2 separate regions of the Salmo salar genome follow, and region 2 is linked to region 1. A link is a contact called in public Hi-C data. All regions are on one chromosome and are shown on one strand. Each heading gives the region's core, a stretch centred on a gene start, on an enhancer-like site or on the middle of the called end of the contact. The rest is flanking DNA. Distances are from core to core; before and after follow the strand shown.

The links. Hi-C and Micro-C count contacts between places; a contact is called where the count stands out from the background.
Region 2: a contact with region 1 is called in a Hi-C map of blood, with 5 times the contacts expected there. The contact joins the enhancer-like site here to the promoter of LOC106581053 in region 1. A contact is called at or near these places in 3 of 3 Hi-C or Micro-C datasets (blood, gill and muscle).

The regions. Positions count from the first base shown.
Region 1 is chrssa20:63,069,134-63,073,441 of Ssal_v3.1, forward strand. LOC106581053 (protein NipSnap homolog 2) reads left to right here and starts at 2,333. Exons shown (of 10, transcript XM_014162761.2): 1 at 2,333-2,641. The coding sequence starts at 2,520.
Region 2 is chrssa20:63,149,266-63,153,573 of Ssal_v3.1, forward strand. It overlaps LOC106581055 (BICD family-like cargo adapter 1), which reads left to right. Exons shown (of 9, transcript XM_014162763.2): 7 at 1,390-1,502; 8 at 1,797-1,917; 9 at 2,613-4,308. The coding sequence ends at 2,855. Among protein-coding and RNA genes, the nearest start is that of LOC106581058, 12 kb to the right of the region's middle. Within about 2 kb of position 2,341, at least 5 of the 13 cell types and tissues checked have an H3K27ac peak or open chromatin away from gene starts, as enhancers often do. A contact at or near this core is called in muscle, where this site is marked.

The DNA.
Region 1 (4,308 bases), core at 1,083-3,582:
GTCATTTAGGACCTTGAGCGTGGCTGAGGTGCACCCATGACCAGCTCTGAAACCAGATTGCATAGCGGAGAGGGTGCGGTGGGATTCGAAATGGTCGGTAATCTGTTTGTTAACTTGGCTTTCGAAGACCTTAGAAAGGCAGGGTAGGATGGATATAGGTCTGTAGCAATTTGGGTCAAGAGTGTCACCTCCTTTGAAGAGGGGGGATGACAGCAGCTGCTTTCCAATCTATGGGAATCTCAGACGACACGAAAGAGAGGTTGAACAGGCTAGTAATAGGGGTTGCAATAATTTCGGCAGATAATTTTAGAAAGAGAGGGTCCAGATTGTCAAGCCCAGCTGATTTGTAGGGGTCCAGATTTTGCAGCTCTTTCAGAACATCAGCTGAATGGATTTGGGAGAAGGAGAAATGGGGGAGGCTTGGGCGAGTAGCTGTGGGGGGTGCAGTGCTGTTGAATGCAGTAGGGGTAGTTAGGTGGAAAGCATGGCCAGCCGTAGAAAAATGCTTGTTGAAATTCTCAATTATAGTGGGCTTATCGGTGGTGACAGAGTTTCCTATCCTCAGTGCAGTGGGCAGTTGGGAGGAGGTGTTCTTATTCTCCATGGACTTTACAATGTCCCAGAACTTTTAAGGGGAGCCCTATATAAAAACGGTTATAAAACACAAATAGATTTCTGAAATTATTCCACAAGACACCAGTACCCAAAATTATAGTTGAAGGCCTAGTTTTTTATTTGGATAGGTCTAAATTAAACATTGAATTATTAAAATAATAGGCTAAAGAACTTTGGAGAATTTAAATAATTTTGAATACACACATGGATTTCAATAAACAAATGAATAAGACATTTTTATTCTCTTTGATTTAGTTCCTATTGCAACTCAGACAAATGACAGAATGGATGACATACTGACTGACTGAAGGATGAATTAAATGATAAAATAAGTTTGAATGATGAGTTGCACACATCATGCATGCTCTGCACTTTATTTGGCTAGTAAGAAAATAAGCCTACATTAGGGTATAATAACTATGGCTGCATGCCTCCAGAAGGGGATCTTCTGAGGCTGAGGGGTGCTTTTCTGAAGGCGAATGCTGCTGTGATGCTGCATGGAGATCACAAGCTCTTCAACTGGGCAGCAGTGTCGTAATGGAGGGAATAGCCCATACGGAGACTACCTAAGACCACAGCTAACAGAGTTATTGTAAAGTGTGGCAATAAGCTTATGCCAGACAGACTCAATTTAACCTCTCCCTTGTTCATTTCAAAGTCCATATGTTCATGACCCGATTCAAATAAATCATGTCAAATTATTTTAAATTCATAATAACCCCTCCTACAGAATATGCTTTGGCAAGATTTTGAATGATTCAATAAATGTCAACTATTCTATACAAAAACATTTTGAATAGCAAAGACTCCAGTGGTCATGCATAATTTGTAGATTTCCCAAACATCTATTATTCTATTTACACCTAGCGAACTGAAACGTCACTGTTGTAGGCATAATACAGCTAGTGCTGTCTAAACTTGCGCTGGCAAACAAATCCATTACATTAGCTACCTAAATGTGAAGTAAACTAAATTGAGGAGTAATAGAGAATTGAGACTTATAACTTGAAAACGTGCAGGACACCTCTTTCCGGTTTCCCTGACTTCCGTTTGTTTTATACTGTGTTAGGCTTGTTTGTGTAGCATTCCTCACAGGCAGTTTGGTGTACGTTTTTTGTTTGTTAGTGAGATGAAACTGCCAAAACTCTGAAAGGTATTATTGTAACTCAAAATTGCAACACACGATTTGTTCAAGCTTAAATGTTAGTCCGTAATCATAACATGGTGTTTGTATCTTCACAGATTAAATTTCACATTTATGTTTCATGCATGGCTTTTCTTGCGATCCTAATGATACGTACCTTCAACCTTTTGGCAGCTATCTGGCTCCATATCTTCATCTCTGGTTTTAGCCAGAGGTTTTTCTGGATCCAGTGTGCTTGTCTTGAGTTTGACATGTAGAGAACGTCATTCCCGTCAACTGATGTAAGCTGTCTTGGAGGCACGGGAATTTAGAACAGACATGTCTTCAAAGATGTTAGATTGCATGAATAAAGTCTTCAATTTAACCCCAATCATAGAAAAGAAGGTAGAAATATTCAGTCAAGCAACAAAAAAAAGAAGTGAAGTCTACAAAGAAGAGGAAACACACACATCATGCTCCTTTTCATGGTTCTATGGAAAAACTAACAAAACTAGTACCGAGGACAGACAAGTGGTCCTCCACTGTTCACACCATTCATTTGGTGGTGTTTTACTACCACCTGGTGGCTACATTGTAGACACACAGGCTCCACTTTGTTTTTGCACAGAGGACAGGGGTGTATTCATTACGGAAACCGTTTATCGTTTAAGAACCAAACGGAAGCAAACAGAGTAAAACGAGAATTTCTTTTGAACAAATTCAGGTACGTCCCTCCCCGTTTGCTTCCGTTGAAGAAACGTTTTGCAACCGAATCGGCGTAATGAATACGCTCCAGTGTTATCAATGGAAAATGGCGACCCGAGTCCTTCAGAGATTTGGCAATGGCCTGAATCAGGCTAAAAACACGGCCCAGTCAACAGGACAGATCTTCGTTTTAAGCAGGTGTGACTATTATTACTTTGCACGTTTAAAGCGTTGGGGTTCTGACTTTTGTTCCATTGACGATTTTTGAGAATGGAGGTTCCTACTGACTCGTCTATGCTGCAAGTGTGCAGGATTGAACCTGAAAAAGTGACTGTTAGCAAGCTAGCATAAATAGCTAGCCAGTCAACTATTGGCCCGTAGTCGATTTTATAAACTACAAATTAGTGCAACTTCTAATTTGAGCTATTCTAAAATGGTTAAACTGTTGAAGTTAATACACGGCATATCCAGTTACTAGTGTACTTGTCTGTCTAATAGGGAATTATTATTACACTTGCTCAAGGTCATTATTATAAAGCTAGGACTACTGTTGTGGATAAACACTACATGACCAAAAGTTTGTGGACACCTGCTCGAACATCTCGTTCCAAAATCATGGGCATTAATATGGAATTTGTCCCCCCTTTACTGCTATAACAGCCTCTACTCTTCTGGGAAGTTTTTTTCACTAGATGTTGGAAAATTGCTGTGGGGACTTCCATTCAGCCACAAGAGCATTAGTGAGGTTGAGCACTAATGTTGGGCGATTAGTCCTGGCTCGCAGTCGCTGTTTCAATTCATCCCAAAGGTGTTCGATGGAGTTGAGGTCAGGGCTCTGTGCAGGCCAGTCAAGTTCTTCCACACCGATCTCGACAAACCCTTTCTGTATGAACCTCGCTTTGTGCACTGGGACATTGTCATGCTGAAACAGGAAAGAGCCTTCCCCAGACTGTTACCACAAAGTTGGAAGCACAGAATTGTCTAGAATGTTGTAAGCTGTAGCGTTAAGATTTCCCTAAAGCGAAACTAAGGGGCCTAGCCGGAACCATGAAAAAAAACCTCCAGACCATTATTCCTCCTCCACCAAACTTTACAGTTGGCACTATGCATTGGGGCAGGTAGCGTTCTCTTGGCATCCGCCAAACCCAGATTTGTCCGTCAGACTGCCAGATGGTGAAGTGTGATTCATCGCTCCAGAGAACGCGTTTCCACTGCTCCAGAGTCCAATGGCGGCGAGCTTTACATGCTTTGTATTGCGCATGGTGATCTTAGGCTTGTGTGTGGCTGCTCGGCCATGGAAACCCATTTCATGAAGCTCCCGACGTACAGTTCTTGTACTGACGTTGCTTCCAGTGTCAGTTTGGAACTTGGTAGTGAGTGTTGCAACCGAGGAGAGATGATTTTTACTCGCTTTAGCACTCGACGGTCCCGTTCTGTGAGCTTGTGTGGCCTAACACTTCGCGTTGTTGCTCCTAGACGTTTCCACTTCACAATAACAGCACTTACAGTTGACCGGGGCATGGAAGAAATTTGAGGAACTGACTGTGATGGTGCCACGTTTGAAAGTCACTGAGCTCTTCAGTAAGGCCATTCTACTGCTAATGTTTGTCTATGGAGATTGCATGGCGGTGTGCTCGATTTTATATACCTGTTAGCAACGGGTGTGGCTGAAATAGCCGAATCCACTCATTTGAAAGGGTGTCCACATTCTTTTGTATATATAGTGTAGCTTACTGTATTTTGCATGACATTAGTATGTTACTACATCGGCATGTGTTACTGTTATTATTCTTAGCTAGACCTTGCTGTGATATTTCACTGGCATACATGCATGGGCAGATCTGACTTCAGCTCATTACACAGCA
Region 2 (4,308 bases), core at 1,091-3,590, 80 kb after region 1:
CTCCACAATAATGACCTAAATGACAGCGTGAAAAGAAGAATACAAACGTACAGAATACAAATATTCAACAACAAAAAAAATGCATCCTGTATGTAACAAGGCACTAAAGTAATACTGAAGAACAAAAAACATGGCAAAGGAATACACTTTCTGGCCTAAATGCAAAGCCTTTATTAAATTCCCCCATAGAATGAATATACTGTATGCTCTGTTGGGAGAAAGAAAGAAAAAACAGTCTACCTTACCTGTAAGGTGCTATTGTGTTTGTGTCATACAATACCATGTACCGGTATAAGGACAGATGACTTTGGAGTTATGTCAGTGCTGTGGTTTTTGGTTTGGAACTCTGTTGAGGCGTTGTTGTTAGAAGCCTGTGGCGGGGATCTGGGAGAGGACAGGTTGGTAATGTTGAATGCTTCACAGTCTATTATTCCCACTGGGAAAACCACCTTCCCGGGAAAGTGCCTGTCAAAACAATGCAGTGTCTCCCCTAGTTTTAATGCCTATACTGGTCATAGAGAGAAAAAGGGAAACTAGACTGGTGAAGTCATGATGTTATCAGACAAAACAGGAATTTAACCAAAGGATGAAACGAGAAGCACTAACAGAAGATGAAAATGGACATCGCCTACTGGAGAACCGACCTGAATATTAGATGGACAACAGGTAAAGGAGCAAGGTCAACACTGATACATAGATAATAATAAGTCACCTCCCACCTTGTGTGCTGGGCTGAGCTGACTGTAAGAGGCCTCATTGTTCAGTTACCTGAGTCCTCAGTACAGTGTCCGGGTTCCCACATGAATTGCCGGCCCTGACAACAAAGGCTGGATTCATCCCCTAGGAGATAGAGACATTAACACAGAGATCAGGTGTCAGTCAGGCCTGCGTTCCATGGAGATTTAGATACAACAACAGGAGTTTCTGTGTTGCTGGCCTATCTGTGTGGGGCTTTAGGGGCTGGGGACTGGGCTGGAGAGAGAGTGAGAGGGGTTTTTCAGTACAGTGGTAGTCAGGTTACAGCTCTGAATTTCCCGTAAATACCATGAGCTACTGTTTTATAACACAACACCCACCGCTCCTGTGTGTTCACTCATAGAGTAGCAGGTCAATAGAACACCCCAGGCTAGAAACGATGCCCTCTAATGTAATTCTAACCTAATTTGACAGTGTACATACCTAAGCACCACAGACACTGAATACTCCGCTTTAGTCGTGATTACGTTGGCTCATCTTAGTGTGTGGGGTTTGTGTGCTACCTGGTGGTCATGTTGGTTATGAGTTCTTGATACAGCAGAAGTTGAACCCAATACATTGGCGTTGCTAATATTGGACTCAGACCATGGTTTCAGTTCACTATATTCTCTCTTGTCCTCTCCCCTCTTTTAGATCTCCCAGCTGCAGGAAGAGAATGCTAAGCTGAGGCTGAGGCTCGGAAACAGACAGGATGAAGAAGAGGTGACCCAACAGGCCATCAGAGACAGAGATGAAGCCATAGCTAAGTAAGTGGTTTTGCCTTTATCATTTAGTTATTTTCTACCTTTATCGTTTAATAATTTGCACTCTTTGTAATTTCCCTCAATGTTATTTTCAAACAGCATTTAGCATTCATAAAGTGACATGTTCCATTTATATATAGTTCATGCCATTTTATGTGTACTGTAAATGTAACATATGTTCCCGTGCTGGGTTGTCGTTGGAAGATTTCCATGGGCTTTCCACATTGGTTTGCTATGAATCTATGATAATGTCACTGTGACTTAACATGTGTTTGTCCCCCTATTTCATCGTGTCAGGAAGAACCTGATGGAGGCGGAGCTGGTGAGGAGTAAGAACGACATGATGTGTCTGAACAACCAGCTGCTGGAGGCTATCCAACGCAAGCTGGAGCTGTCTCAGGAACTAGAGGCCTGGCAGGTGGGTCTCAACGGTCTCTCTGTCTGTCTCTATCATTCCCCTTCTCTCTCTGTCTGTCTTTTGCTCTCTTTCTGTCTCTGTCTCACTTTATCTATCTCTCTTTCTCTCCCTTCCTCTGCTCCTCTTTCACACTCCAGTAACATATTAGGGCACTTTCATAAGCTCTGACTAAATATTAACATTGGTTTAATTAAGCCTATTCTCTTTAGGGCACCTCCAATAGTGAACATGTAATGTAATCCTTGGTCACAGAGTCAGAATTCTAGTATTACATAGAGACTGCTCTTTAGCTATAGTGTCCCGACTGGGGTTAGGGACACGGCAACCTTTAAACAGCCCTCTAAGTTTGGACTGAATGGATCTGAACAGATCGACAGGTGGCCAAGGCTAGAAGAATCTTTCTCCTACTCTAGTCTACTGCTGAGTCATGGTGCTAGTGCGAGGCCATCTGTTGGGTGACTACCTCCCTCTAGTGGTCATATGAAGACATGGCAACATTCTCTGTAACTGACCAGTTCAATAGAGATGATTTGAAACTTTCCTACAATTTCAACATCATGGTATTTGAACTGTAATTAAGCTCTTGAAGTGTATTTAAGCTCTTGTTATATCCAGCTCTTGCATTTAAAATGTATGTGAAATCTAATGAGGCTCATTATCAACAGCGGTGTAATGTTTTTATTTATTTTCTTCAGGATGACATTCAGATCATCATCAACCAGCAGCTGAGGACCCAGCAGCAGTCGGAGCAGGTCCAAAGAAAGCCTGCCTCCAACCCCATGTCCTTCTGGAGGAGACCCAACACAGCTTCCTCCACCAGGCCCCGCCGGCCCTCCTCCTCCCCTGCCTCCTGGACCTCTGAGGCTGGGCAAGAGAAGCCCCAGTCCCCCTGGAGAGACTGGCTCCGACCGGGCAAGGTGGCACAGCCTGGCAAATAGTGAGCTGGTATGTCTGTTGCCTCACCGTGGAGGACTGGCACATAGCAAAGAACTGTCTTGACCAGCTGCCCGTTGAAGAAGTCGAGTCGTCAAGGCAGGAACAAGCTGGTGGAACACTACTGAGTGGAACTATCTGTCTTGGTAGATAGAGTACCAAGTAGAACAGGACAGGCCGAACACTCAGTTATGTAGGAGACTTCAGTAGAGTATTAGAATTCAAGACCATGGTGTGTTGGAAACAAGGACCAGATAAGAGCCCTAATGGACAAAGAGCTATCAATAAGTAGATAGTAGTTTCCCCACTGTCACTGAGAAGAACCTAAGCACATAAAAAGCATGTTAGAGCGGTTAAAGATTAGCATGGTAACTACTAGCATGGCTAGGGAGTCACACACTATTATGGTGAGAGTCACGACAAGGAAAGATGGTTATAAGTTGTGCTTTATAATTATGTTTTTTATTGGGAAGTCGTTGATGCCTGAGATTGTAAATGTATGTGTGAATGTCAATGTTTGTAAGAATACTGACAGTATTTCCTCAGACTATTTATTTCATCCAACCTTTATTTAGGCAATGTACAGACAGACTGGAGGGAAATGAGTTGATAGATTGACTGGACTCTGATAATAAGACATGATGAAGTTAGTATTCACCTATAATCATGTTGTAAAGATTTAGCTATTTAGAAACACAGTAAGATGATATCAGATCTAAGTGGTATTCCATTCACTACAGTCTGTTCAAAAGATGTAACAATATTACATGTTGCCTGCTGTCTATGCAAAATGGTTTCCATTATGTATCCAGAGAAAACAGCCTTTAGTAGAAAATAACCAAATATACAATAGGTGCTAATAAATAAACCCATGATATACAGTATGTCATGGGTTCTCATGTGAAATATTATGTGAACTAGATACAATATGATTTATGTCCAAAATGCATTTCATGCATTGTATTCTTACCTTATGGGTCTTTTTGCCACATAACTGAAGGGGACATTTTGGGGGAAGGGTGCAATATAGATAAACTCTAACTAGGATGGCCATATAAGGTCATACTTATTTTGTTCACAGTGCCAGAACAATCTTTTATTTAATTTTTTGGAATCTGATGGACAGAATGCATGCAATATGTTGTCAACACATGAAGTAAGGTCTGTTCTGTTGTTTATTGACATTTGCTATTTGTTTATTTACATTTTGGTTTTAATTGGCAAAATCAGTATGTCCTCAGAGTATTTGATTTAGTGAAAAACAGAACAATGCTGATTGAATGACTGAAAACATCTAGTACTTGCAACTCTTATTACAGAATAAATAATGCAAATGTTTTGATTCATATTACTAATGGTTGTAATATATGAATTATCAAAGTGCATGCATGATGTGTATCATGATGTATGTAGTTTATGGATTCTAAATGTAGATGACATTTATGTATTAGTGAACAC